Linked DNA regions of Mus musculus: region 1 is linked to region 2. Evidence: chromatin contacts called from public Hi-C data. All regions are on one chromosome and are shown on one strand. Each heading gives the region's core, a stretch centred on a gene start, on an enhancer-like site or on the middle of the called end of the contact. The rest is flanking DNA. Distances are from core to core; before and after follow the strand shown.

Region 1 (6,629 bases), core at 40-2,539, 210 kb after region 2:
AGTAGGGTGTCAGGACTATGGTGTGGAAGATGATGCTGTTGGTGCTAGTTATGATGACAGCCATTATTTACGGTGTTTCCCATGAGTGGTCACTATAGCAAGGGCTTTGTACTGTCTCTTTCAATACATGCAACAACCTTGCAAATAGGTCCTTTTATTTTCCCATTTTATAGTGTTTTTTTAAAATGTGGTTAGTTGACTTGACAAGGACATTCCATTAGCTAGCACTGGAACTTGAATTTGAACCCACGTCTTTCTGATTCCTTATAAACATCTCTTCCCCTTGCTTTGGAGGTGAAAGCTTTCATGGCAGTTATTCAAAGCTAAACATTCAGCTTCCTGGACCACTTCCAGACTGGGTGTCATGCAACTCTGCAGAAGGCTGGGCCTGGGGGAGGAGAGGCCAGGCTCCATCTCCAGCTGTCCTCATCCCGTTGTCTCCTGGGCTCTTGGACAGCACTTCCTGTCTTATGGCCACACATACTGTCTGTGCTTGGCACAGCCTGCTGTCACCATGGAACATCTGTGGCTCACTACTTCTGTGAGTGATTCTATTTTCCACACATCCCCAGCTCGTTAGAAAGCAAGGCTCCTATTTGTTGGTGGATGTTTGCAGTCCCAAACGGAAGCGCTACAAAATGATGACTTAGCCGATTCACACCGGTGGGAGCCTGCTACACACACACACACACACACACACACACACACCACCACCACCACCACCACCACCACCACCAACAACAACAACAACAACAACAACAAGTATGGAGACTGTCCACTAAAGAGCCAATTGATAATTGTTGTCCAAGCCATGCAGAGATATTCATATAGAGCCCCGAATCCTCTGGGCCACCCTCTGGGTTAAATGATAATGTTTTAAGGGAAAACTTTGTCAACAAATGTGGTAAGGGAGCTGGTACCAACTTAAGCCTCCACTGCACCCAGGCAACCCAGAGCTCTACAGAAAGAGCTGTCCTCCTTCTGCTGCTCCTGGTCCTCGTGGATGTACCTCAGCAACCCCCACAGTCCTCTCTGACGTTCCATCTCTGGTATTTGGCCAAATGCAATCTTTAAAAATACGCATTTGGCAAAGAACCTGAAATTTTTCCTTTGGATTGTTGTGTGATGGTGGAGAAGACACATTTTTTTAAAAAACCCTAAAAAAAGCACCTTAGCATTTTGTGGGCTTTGGTAATTCTGAAACAGCTGAGATGCTAAAACTTCCAAGTTGGCAGGTGGAGACCAAGCTCTCCAGAGCTGGAGCAGCTGGACAGAAGGTGGAGCCCCGAAGCTTACAGGATTCAGCCTCCAGTATGTGTGGGCCCACCCACTTACAGGGAGGGCTTCACCCCCAGGACTCTGGCCTCCCTTCCAGTTACTAATAGGGACACGGTGACTACTCTGAGAGACATCTGTGGCTACTTCAGGAAGGCTCTCCAACTGAACTCCTAACTGCAGGTAGCATGGACTAGTGGTTTGGGACTGTGGGACTCCACTGCCTGGATTTACAGACAGCTGGTCCTACTAACTATAGACTGCAAGACTGTAGTGAAGCTATTTAATTCTTCTGTGCCTCAGTTTCCTTATCTGTGAAATAGAGAATAGTGATTTATATAAAATCTTTTCAAACAGTAGTACTAAAAGTCTGGAGAGAGTGCCGTAATATTGGCTATCATTCACAGACATGGAAAGCTCAACATGGAGGAAATATGTGGAGTAGTAGCTAAGAACAGTGTGGCTCCCAGTCTTGGATAAAAAGATAGGCTTGTAACTTGAGGGTGGGAGGGAGGGAGGTTGGAACAAAGACCTACTATGTATAGTAAGCTTGACTTGAATCAGAATTACTCACCATTTTGTATACTTGCCGAGTTACACTCATTTTGCTTCTGAAAAGATGGAGAGGATTTCTAGCTATGCAATGAGATTGCACTGAAGAAGAACGAGAACAGAACCAAGGCAAAAGTGAGTCTAGAGATGCAGACCTGGAGCTTCTGTGTTTCTGTTAAGGGCAGCTAACAAGATGAGGTGCAGACTGAGTCTCTCAGCAGTCAGCTACATGCAGAGAGTACTGATAACCTTAGAAGAATTAACTCAGTCCCCATCATGCCCATTTCATAGATAAAGAAACTGTGGCATGAAAGAAATTAAGTAGCTTAAGTTGGTCGCCTAGTTTATAAATAGTAGAATCGGGTATCTTTCCAGACCTATGCCTAAACTTGGCTTAAGTTACCAAGCAGACTTTATCCATACCTCATCCCTGGGCAAGTTACTTAGATCATAAGATCTTGTTGGTTTGGTTTTTTCCTCTACTAGGGATAATAATTGCAACCATGAAATTATTTTGAAGATAAAATGAAACAAGCATTATGGAGGATATTGATCACAATCTCAGCCACTTAGCTACTGCTCAATAAATAACACCTAAAATAAATGAAATTTAGAACAGCACAATTTCTCTTGGTACCAAGATCAGACGGACATTTCACTTCCTTAGAGGATGTCATGCCACATAACAAAAACTTGTGTCTCCTAATAGGGGCTGGTGGGAAATCCTCCTAGCAGTAAGAGAGGATGCTCAGAAACATGGGCAGACTCCTGGGTCTGCCCCTTCGTAGCTGGGTGACTTTGGCATGCTGGCTTCACTTTCCTACGACTCTTTCTTCATCACTGACAGGCAAAGCATAGTGGCTTCTCACAGGCTCAACATGGAAGTTATAACTGATGATGGATTACTATGGGCCTGTGGTCAGTTCTCCATAGCTGTCTGCAGTTGTTTTGTGAAACTTTGTCGCTGCTCTGACAGCCTGCAGATGGGACAGTACCAAATAGAACACATTGCAGCACTTGCCTGCATCTTAGCCACACCTCTGATGACCGTGTGACTATGCACCTAAAGACCATGCAAGCATCAAGCATTCCAATACAGCTCCTTCGTGTGAGATGTAGTAGCTGTATGTTGCCTGTGGTGCCAGTACATCCGGCTGTGTATATAAACCATCCCTACGTAATTTGTAGTGTCTAATGAGATGTAAATAGTTGCTACACTGTGTTGTTTAGGAAATGAGGTAAGAAAAAAAGTCTCTCTGTGTTGAGTATAGATGCATTTTCCTACACATACTCTTTCTGTCTACAGTTGGTTGGATCAGTGGTCCAGATATAGGCTACACTAATCAGATGGAAAGTGGAAACAGTATCCTTTGGTGGAAGAAGATAAGAAGTAAAAGGACCTGGACCTGAAAGGCCATTTCCCAGTCTTCCTTTAAAAAAGTATATTGGTATTCGTATATGGTATACCTGTAACTGCAGCACTCAGGAAGCTGATGCAGGAGGATCTTGAATTCAAGGTCAGTCTAGGTTAAATACAAGGCCTTTCTAGAAATATGAACACATGCATACAAGGGGGGAAGGACACAGAAAGAAACAGAGAAGAAAGGAAGGGAGGGAGGGGAAGAGGAAATTGTGGCCATGAAAGCCAGGCTCACAGGAGTGAGTCACCAGCACAATGGTTAGGAATATGCATAGTAGGGAGGCAGACTGTGCTGGGTTCAAGTCTTGTTTCCACCACTTGTTTCCAGGCAGGGTGACCTGGAAAGAAAGTTTCTTAATGCCTCTGTGCCTCAGTCTTTTAATCAGTAAAGAAGGGAGCAGGAGTGGAAGGGACAAGAGAGATGAATCAGCAGGGAAGAGCATGCATGTGCTTCCAGAGGTCCCTAGTCCTGTTCTGAGCACCCACATACAGCAGTTCACAGCTATCTGTAGCCATCAGGGAACCCAATGTTTTCTTCTAGACTCTGCGAGCAATGTGCACATACATACATGCATACATACATACATACATACATACAACAGATTACCATACCTTGGCATTACTGTAGCAAAGAAATGAATTGCTGCCTGGGAGATACATCGACCAGTGCACACACTAAAGACAGCCTGCTAGCTCTGTATCTCACTCAGATAATAGGGGGAAAGAAGCTGACAGCAGCGTGGGGATGAAGGGAGCCGACTGCTAAGGAGGATGTGGTTTTGAAAGAGGGTAGGACAAGGTGAGCTGGTTTTAGGATAAGCCAGTGTCCAGAGAAACTGAGGCACAGGAGGGATGGATATTGACCAGGTAAGGACTCCCACAGCAGACAGGATGCACTCCTGAGTACAGGCAGGATGGATCAAGGCCAAGAAAGCTGAAGAAGACTCTAGAGCTAAGCAACACCTAAATTTAATGCTTGGAGGGAGGACTTTGAATGCACATGTCCTGTCCACGATGCGAAGCTGCCCAGGTTCCAGCAGGCCCCCCAGGGGAGGCAGCAGCAGAAATCCGTGACTATGCTGGTCCCTCAGGTACAGGATGCTGGCTTTTCTGGGCTTCTCCTTATTAAATGCAACTAATCAGAAACATAAGATCTTGCAGGGAGCTGGCATTGGTTCCTCTTTGACACCACTGTCATATTAAATCAAATAAGCCAAGCTCAGAAAGGTTAATACTGCTTTCATTTCCTCACGTGTAGTTCCTCTATGTGTGTGTGTGTGTGTGTGTGTGTGTGTGTGTGTGTGTGTGTGTAATCATGTGCGTATCTGTGGCATAAAAGTAGAAAGAAGTGGACTAATGAGGGAGAAGCCGGAAGGAGAGAACGGGAGTTAAAACAGTCAAAATGGACGATGTTCTTGACAGAAATGTCTTTATGAAATCCGTCACTATGTGCAATATATATGCTTTAAAAGCCATTAACAATAGTAATAAACAAAAATGTCCACACAGAGAGATAGTCTGAGTTTCTGCAACATATCACAGGCAACAGAAACAGGGAGGGCTCTGTCCCTATCGGGCTTTGGAGCTCAGATTCCGCAGGTCTGCCTCCCACCCCTGCCCCTTCCTCATCTTCCCCACATCCATTCCCAGTGTTCTCCTCCCCTTCCTTCCCCTCCCCTCCCTTCCCCTCCCTTCCCCTCCCCTCCCCTCCTCTCCTCTCCACTCCTCTCCTATGGTTCTCTCTTTATCTCTCTCCCACAAATCTATATTCGGTTTCTGTCTTCCAAAAAGAAAAGGAGAGTAGGAGGACAAATTGTTTAAAAGCAACACAGCTATTTTAACAAAATGCTTTTTTTCCTTTGAGTCAGTCCTAAGAAATTTGAGTAAAATCTAAGCTGGAATGAACAACAAAAAAAATAATAATCCTGAGAAAAAAAATAAAAGGAAGTAGAAAAAAGAACCCAAATCTCCCTCAGGTAGAATGGGAATGAGCAAGAGGGGGGTGGGGGTGGAATGAAGCGTTGCCTGCTGAGGAGCAAACCTGCCCAGGGGCTTGACAGGAACTCCTGTCACCAGAGAAGATGTGTATTCAGTTGCTTGGATGCTCAGCCCATTGCAGAGCAAACATCTGGCTCTTAGGAACATCTGGATAATTGTTTGTGTAGACATGTCATCCAGATCTTGGCTGCTTAGACTTGGGTCACCTGCTGTGATTGTCAATCTTCATTTAGTGTAACTGAATTAGAACCACCATGGGCGGTGAACCCGACCTCTGAGTGTGCTGTAACTGAGGAGGAGGACCCACCGTGAATGTGGGTGGCATTTCTGGGATGTAAAAAGGGAAATGGAGACAGGGAGCGAAGAGCCAGACTTCTCCTGGCCACCAAGGTGTGGACTGAGCAGCCATGAGATGCCTTCCCTGTTGTGACAGATGAAGCCCCCCAAAACTGTGCAGGAAGCCTTTTGCCCTGTAAGTTGTCTACATCAGGGAATTTGATCACAGCTCTGGAAGGGAAACAACATAGAAATCATCAAGTCCAAAGAAGTTGTTGTCCTTTTGATTTAAGAATCCTGGGTTCTTATCTCAGCTCCAATGTCAGCACTGCCTCTGGTGGTATGCCCTGAAGTAACCATGTACTCTGTGAGTCTGTTTCTTTATTTTGTTTTCATTTTATCATTGTTGTCGTCATCATCATCGTCATCATCATCATCATCATCAATGTGTATTTATGGTGTGTCAGGGTGGAGCCTGCATTCCGTGATACAAGTACAGAGGGCAGAGTACAACTATATGGAGTCCATTCTCTCCCTAAACTTCAGTGTGGGTTCTAGGGGTCAAATCCATGTTCTTAGGCCTGCATAAAAAAAAAAGCTTCTACCCACTGAGCTGTCCCAACTCACCACACCCCTACTTAGGTGACCCCCAACCTCATGCTTGAGAATCGAACATCCTAGACAAGAGCTACACCATTGCACTGTTGCCTCAGCATCTTTCCTTATTGAATGGGAGGAAGTCCCCAGTCTCTTTAGCCTTGCCACTCTGTCTGATAACCTGGTAAGCACAGACCTTGGGACCACTCTGCCTGTGTTTGAATCTTGCATCTGTGTTGCAACCATGTGAATTTACTTTGAACACTTTTAGCTGCTTGGAACTCTCAGAACCATTAGCTTTCTTACCTACAAAGTGGGTGACAATAGAGATGTTTACAGAACCTCCCCCCCTCGTTCAAGAACATATAATGAAATACAGCCAAGTTACCCTAGAACCTTCATACAGTCGTGAAGGTAAAAAACCCATCACCCAAGGCCAGGCAAACGGGTGCAGGCCTGGAAATATGGCATTAGAGAGGTAGAAACAAGTTGGTCTCAAGTTCAAGGCCAG
Region 2 (7,129 bases), core at 784-3,283:
GCCCAGAGTGAACCTCAGTCCAGACAGGGCTGGGCTCCTCCTCCTCTAGAGCTCTCCCCACTGCCACCCATCAGCCATGTTTGCTGTTTGGTTTTCAGCGTTGTTTTTAGTGGGAGTGTTATGAAGCTAAATGAAAATATATCTAATACAGAACAGACTCATGGCTTAGTGACTATGTAAAAATTGAGTACTAATTGGGATGAAGACTGGAGGGTGAATTACCAGTTGGGGCATTTGTTTAATTTGGAGGTTACTCTGACACTGGGTTTGCTTTTGCTGTTGCTGTTGCGACTGTTAGGTAAAGAGAAATGCTTGGCTTTTTGCAAGAAGAGTGCTGAAGAATGGTCATTTCCTTTAGGACCAGTTGTGTATTTGAGCACCCTGGTGTGTGTGTGTGTGTGTGTGTGTGTGTGTGTGTGTGTGTTAAGGTCACCAAGCATGCTGTGGAAGCATTATGGGATGCCAATGCAGAATAATAGCCAGTAATCACAAGATGGAACACTCTGAGTTTACTATATGCCAAAGACTGTATGAATTCACTTAATTACTACACTGTTCCAGTGAGATAACATTCTTATTATAAAGCCCCTTCTTTTGGAGAAGGGTTCTGAGTCACTGAGACAGTACGTGACTTGGGGCACACAGCCACTGAATGACAACGAGTCTCTTGAAGCCCAGGCTCTCTGGCTTCGGTGTCTCCACACCTCACCACCACATTTTATGAATTTGGTATGGAAAGTGGCTTGAGATCAGACAAGACTGCTTGAAATGCAGGAGACACGGCACAGGAGGACAGTTTACGCCAGCTCCCGTGTCCTAGGGCAAAGGAAGCAGATGGTCTCAGAACAGCCTGTTTTCAAATCAGCCAGGACACTGACTTTTCTAAACCAGCTGGGCCTCCCAGGGAGACGTGGAACAAGTGTGGCTGTGAGGAGCAAGGACAGTGGGGGTAAGGAACACCTCCGCACATGAACACACTTAAACATGTGCGCATAGACTGCTCCGCAAGTGCCACCCTTGTCCACGGTCATTAGCAGAATGGATCATGGCACCTGCAAATTCTCTTGCACATTAGGATCTTCTCTGTCTCCTAAGGATGCTCTTAGGGATGTGTGGTTCCTGGACATTTGTTTGGTCCTTCAGCATGTAGCCCGTTCCTCACTGCGCTGGTCTATTGAGCCACCATGGTTCACACAGCAAGTAGATGGAGTGTGCTCTGTGCCGGATGCAAATGCAAGGTGGCCCAGGGGATGAGAGAAGAGACCGCTGTGTCACAGTCACTGGGACACTGCAGCAGATAGAGGGAAGCATGCTATTTACCCATGTATCAGTTCCATGCTCATTCATTGACCACATGCACTGGGCTGGATGCTGGTACTCAGGCTGGGCACCCAGATGTGGTCACCATAGGAACAGATCTTGCTCACAGGCGGCTTTAATCTTATAGGGAATTGGGGAGTCTAATGACCTTTAACCATTTATTCAACATTTGCAAAGTATATACAAATGGTTTTCCTCAGCACTTAGTAGGACAGAACAGTAATAGGTTGTAGTCAGGATAATTCATATTATAATGTAGTGTTCATCGTAGCTCTTAAGCAACCCCCACCTCACACACACACTCATACACAATTCTATGAGGTAGCATTGCTACTATTCTCATACTACAGAGGGAGAAACCGAGACCCAGACAGCCCAGGAAACTTCCCACAGTCACGCAGCTAGAAAGTAGTGTCACTGAGACTCAAAGTCCTCATCAGAGCACAGGCTTCTTTCAAAACATTGGGGTGTCACAGTCTCTTCTCTAGGTGACAACTGAATGTCCCATTGGGTGTGCTGAGGTGCTGAGGGTGAATGGAGCACAGCTGGTGAGGGGTGAGGTGAGGCCCAAAAGGGCCTTAGGGAGGAAATGGCAGCAGAGACAGGAAAGGCAGGCAAAATGGGCTTTTGGCAAAGGACCATGGAGGGAGTCCTCTGGATAAAGGACAGGTACACTCTGAACTCTAGGGGGAGCTCCAAGCGCCTGCTCTGCAAGCCCTGGATGGTGGCTGATCTGTGCTGAGGTCTGGTTAATGCATGGGCATCAGCTTGAGGGCAGGGGGCCTTGCAGGCAGAGAAAGATCTCAAAGACGGTTGGGTCATGACGCTCCTTTACAAATTTTCTCTTGGGTTTTTTGCTTAAGGCTTACTCTGCATCTTTCCCCCTCAGGGAAGGGCACAGCTGATCACAGAGTGTATGCACAGACGATGACTCTGGCCTAGCCAGGTTCTCCAGAGCCGGCAGAACTGCCTGGGATTTGGTGGGAAGGTCCGAGTCATTAAGGAGAGATCTGTCGGGCATGCTCAGCCTGCACATAGTTGTTAGACAGTACGTGTGGGACATGGTCCCGCACGCACACTCAGTCTGTCTGTTACTCTCTCAGATGCAGAAGCTTGCCGAGGGGAGCAAGCAGCCATATATGCTTGAAGTCCAAAGGTAGAGGCAAGAGGACTGGGGGGGTGGGGGGAGAGTGGATGGGATGGTAGTGGCTCCAGCCAAGGCCTCGCCTCACCCCTTACCAGCTCTGTGTACAGCTTCAGCACTTCAGCATCACGAGGATCGAGGTGGGCACATTCTGGAAAGGTCACAGGTGTTTTCTTTTTTTTTTTTTTTTCCTTTTCCATTTTTTATTAGGTATTTAGCTCATTTACATTTCCAATGCTATACCCAAAGTCCCCCATAGCCACCCACCCCCCCTCCCCTACCCACCTACTCCCCCTTTTTGGCCCTGGCGTTCCCCTGTACTGGGGCATATAAAGTTTGCGTGTCCAATGGGCCTCTCTTTCCAGTGATGGCCGACTAGGCCATCTTTTGATACATATGCAGCTAGAGTCAAGAGCTCCGGGGTACTGGTTAGTTCATAATGTTGTTCCACCTATAGGGTTGCAGATCCCTTTAGCTCCTTGGGTGCTTTCTCTAGCTCCTCCATTGGGAGCCCGTCACAGGTGTTTTCAAGCCCCAGTTGCAGCGTCTCTGCCAAGGTCATTACCGTTCCGAAGATGCCCAGTTGAGTCTGCTGCGCTCTGTGGGCTGGTTGCGATTTGGATCAGTTTAGTGTTGCACACACACATTTGCGCGCACACATGACTAGTTCTTCCTTTTTCCTTTTGAAAAATGTGAAGCTCACGGAAGTAAAGCTGACTGTATTTGGACTTTTACTCTGTTCAACCATGACCTCTTTAGAGTTTCGTTATTCCCCATCCCTCCGTAACATGACCTCACACTGTGTTAGTCAGCTTACAGTCGGCCAGCCAAACCTGAGGCAAACAACTTTTAAAAAAGGGGGTTTGGCTCACAGTCTCAGATTGGTCATCCTGTGGTGGCCTCTTGGTCCCATGTAGTTGGACAGGACATCATGGTGGTAGGGACACGTGACAGAAGAGCTCTTGCTGCTCTTCCTGATAGGAAGAGGGTTGGGGGAGGAAAAGAAACAGGGGTCAGGGGAGGTGAAGGAGTGGGCCAGGGTTACACACTCCTAATGATCCACCCCCTTGATCTTCTTCCTCTAGCTAGGTCCCACCTTGTCAAATTTCCACAGAAGAGCACCATTACCTAGGACTCTAGGCCTGAGCACTGTGGAGGAAGCTCTCTCATAGTCACCAGAACACCTAGCAGGCATCTGATATCTGATATCTCCCCCACCCCATCAGCTTGTTATCAGTTCTTAAGCAGTCTTCTGGAGACCTCTTTAAAGGTGAAACTGAGAGTGGGAATGCAGCCCAGAGGCGGAGGGATTAGCCTAGCACTCATGAGGCCCAGGTTTAATTCCCAGCACCACACGTTATAAAAATAAATGATAAATAAAATGAAACTATCTGGAACCTCATTTTTAAAACAACAACAAGAAGAAGTTTCTATGCAGTACTCACTTGCTTTGGTATGGTGGATGCTTAAATTGTTTCTATACCACTTGTCAGATAACTAATAGCACAAGCACTTCTGTCCCTGTGGCTTGTTTGTTCCTTCCCCGGGACATGGCCCAGCCATGACAAAGTTAGTGTCTGGCCTACCCAGAGACTACCAATATCCTTCAGGGCTTCAACATAATACATACACATACACACACACACACACACACACACACACACACACACACACACTCACATACACACACACACACACACACACACACACACACACACACACACACACACACACACACACACAGACTCTCCACTCTGGGATGGAGGCTGAGATTAGATTTCATTCCCTCCTCAGCATCTTTTTTTTATATATCATACTTTTTTTTTAATTACGTATTTTCCTCAATTACATTTCCAATGCTATCCCAAAAGTCCCCCATACCCTCCCCCCCACTTCCCTACCCACCCATTCCCATTTTGTTGGCCCTGGCGTTCCCCTGTACTGGGGCATATAAAGTTTGCGTGTCCAATGGGCCTCTCTTTCCAGTGATGGCTCAGCATCTTTTCTAAGCTAACAGGTACCTGTCCTTGCTCACCTGTCTGGCTCTCACCTGCCTGATCTGTCTGTATCATTTTTAAAAGGTCCTCCATCATGTTTGTTTGTTTGTTTGTTAACACCTTGATGAATGACGTGCTGACTTCCCTTAAGATGTGCCAGATATACCATCTGAGATGCAAAGATATGCTATTTTGGGGATAAATATGTTAATCTTTACCCAGAGGCATCCAAGACATCTGATGACAGCTTTCGCTTGTTCACTTCAAAAGAACAAGTGTGCCCATGTTTCACGGAGCCCTAGAAGCTGCTTCCATGGGAATGCAACCACTGACGAACCAAGAGAGGGCACATTCAACATCAAACTTGACCCAGGAAAACCTGCCAGGATTAGGGGGATGTCTTAGAGATAGTTGTATAGTCATGGTGTTTGAGACTGGTTGTCACCAAGTAGACCATGCTATCCTTGAACTTGAAGTTCCTTAAACTACAGAGCTCACCATCGTCCCCAGCACTGGCATGGGTTCCAATCCTGCTCTTCTATTGACAGCTATGGGATGTCAGATGCATCGTTCAACCTCCTCAGCTCAGTTTTCACATAAGTGAAGTGGAGAGAGAGCCCTATATGTATATCATAAGGTTTTGGTGAGGATTAAATGAGATTCATGTATAACCTGCGTTCAGTACAAGTCTTTTACAGGAGCTCACTCATCGTCATGTATTACAATTATTTAGTCTTTTTAAAAAATCATATTCTGAGATAAGTCATTTTTAGTCTTATTAAAAAAAAGAACAGAAGGAAATGGACTTCGTTCGACTCAGAAAGGGATGGTGAGTCACTGAGAGTGTTTCAGGCTCAGGGACGACATGATAAGATCTATGCTCCGAGAAGATTAATTTGTCTGCAGCTCGTAGGCTGACCTGCAAGAAGAGGGTACTGAGGTAGGTCTGTCAGGCAGGAGACTGACGTAAGTGTTCCAGCCGCTCAGTACAACATGGCAGCCACCAGCCACATGGGATCATTTAAATAGGAATCAATGAGAATTAAATGAAAAGTAAAGAATTCAGTTCTTCCTGTACAATAGCCAGACTTCACATCCTCAGCAGCCAGTGACCAGGGGCTGCTAGCAGGGAGAGCACACATTTCCATTCTTCCAGTAAGTTCTGTCAGACAGCGCTGGCCAAAAGTGGTGGTTCTCATACCTCAGGAGCCTCAGAATAAGCTGGAAGTTTTGTTACAGTAACGGAACACTCAGTTTGGTCTTTACTTCAAGAGGTCTGGGTGGTGTCTGTTGCCTATTAGCCTGCTGCAGTTTTGTGGACAATAGATGGAGAAACCACTTCTCAGTCTATGGGCTGGGAGAGAGAGGATCTTTCATCACACATAGGAAAGTACACGTCTCGGCTGTTTGCTCTAGCTCTGCCCCTGTCAGGTTTGGATCCAGCCTCTCTCTAGGACTGAGCGTCTGGGACCAGTCCTGGGGTTTTGTATTAGGGCAAGGTGTGCATGGGAGCTCGCTGTGGATTTTTGTGTTTGTTTTTGTTTTGAGACTCAGGTGTTCCCAGGCTGGCCTCCAACTTACTCTTGTAGTCAGGATAGCCTTGAACTCCCCATCCCCCTGCCTCTCCCTCCCAGGTGCTGGGAATTCAGGTGTGCACCACCACACCTCCTTCATGCTAGGGACTTGTTAGGCAGGCACCTTCCTAACCCAGCTCCATCCCCAGCCCTGCAGCTGCTGCAGTGGAAGCCAGTGCTGAAAGCAAGTATAAGTCAGAGCTTGGGCACCAGAGGGGTGCATCACAGAGCAGAGAAGGGACTGTCGCTCCCTGTCACCCTGCAGTTCACCTTCTGAGCCGTGGCTGGGGAAGAAGGAGGGGACAGAAGCTTTGAGGACCAAAAAGTCAAGGATTTGCTGCCTTTGTTCTTCCGTCACACCTGACAACTCTCTCCCTGAGGCAAGAGGAGATGACTCATGTCTAGCTGCAGGGCCTGGGTGGCGGGAAGAGCCTCGGGGCACAAGTGACAAAATCCAGTAAAGTGGGAATTGGGGAAACAAATCATTTAAAGCCATAGCCTATTATATATAGAGTCACTGTGTGCTGAAGGAAGAAACATCCTAGGGCTTGCTCTCTGTGAGCCAGAGATGGTATCTCAGGTGGGTCGGCTCTGCAGGGCATCCCTTTCCTTCTGAGCATTCTAGCCAGGCAGGGATGGGGGTGGGGTCTGTGCTAGAATGCACTTTATCTCTGCCATGCAAGCTTTTTGGAGATGAGCATCAGATTTATATCAGTGTCTGGTTAGGCATTCTTCCAAAAACCACCACCAGTATTTCTCCAGTAGGTAGCAAGTAGCTGTGACCTTCTTGGGGTGGCTGTTCTTGAAGTCCCACCAGTTTTCCCAGGATGCTCCCACATCATAGACATCCCCAGAGCTCAGTGTCTAAATGCCTAGGTATGTCAGAGGTTCCCCAGAATCCTCTTGCAATGATGAGGATGACATGGCCAGATGGTATCTTAACTCTTTGCTTGAGTGGTTTGGAAGTGTCTTTTGAATGAAACATGTGTATCTCTGCACATGTGTGTATGTCCAGTGGCAAAGAATAGGGGCCGTGTGGGGAGAGTTCAAAAGGTGCTAATCATGAATGGCTTTGAGATATGAACAGCTCAGAA

What was found. A called contact is a pair of places that touch in the nucleus more often than the background predicts.
Region 1: a Hi-C map of cerebral cortex shows a contact between it and region 2, with 4 times the contacts expected there. The contact joins two enhancer-like sites. A contact is called at or near these places in 1 of 15 datasets of contacts at CTCF or cohesin (pro-B cells), 2 of 484 Hi-C or Micro-C datasets (cerebral cortex and embryonic stem cells) and 2 of 115 datasets of contacts at active chromatin or transcription factors (embryonic basal ganglia and embryonic stem cells).

Annotation. Positions count from the first base shown.
Region 1 is chr7:122,701,517-122,708,145 of GRCm38.p6, forward strand. The region is part of intron 1 of Cacng3 (calcium channel, voltage-dependent, gamma subunit 3); the gene reads left to right. Among named protein-coding and RNA genes, the nearest start is that of Cacng3, 33 kb to the left of the region's middle. Within about 2 kb of position 1,290, at least 7 of the 459 cell types and tissues checked have an H3K27ac peak or open chromatin away from gene starts, as enhancers often do. A contact at or near this core is called in cerebral cortex, where this site is marked.
Region 2 is chr7:122,492,273-122,499,401 of GRCm38.p6, forward strand. All of the region lies in intron 5 of Prkcb (protein kinase C, beta), which reads left to right. Among named protein-coding and RNA genes, the nearest start is that of Cacng3, 180 kb to the right of the region's middle. Within about 2 kb of position 2,034, at least 6 of the 459 cell types and tissues checked have an H3K27ac peak or open chromatin away from gene starts, as enhancers often do. A contact at or near this core is called in cerebral cortex, where this site is marked.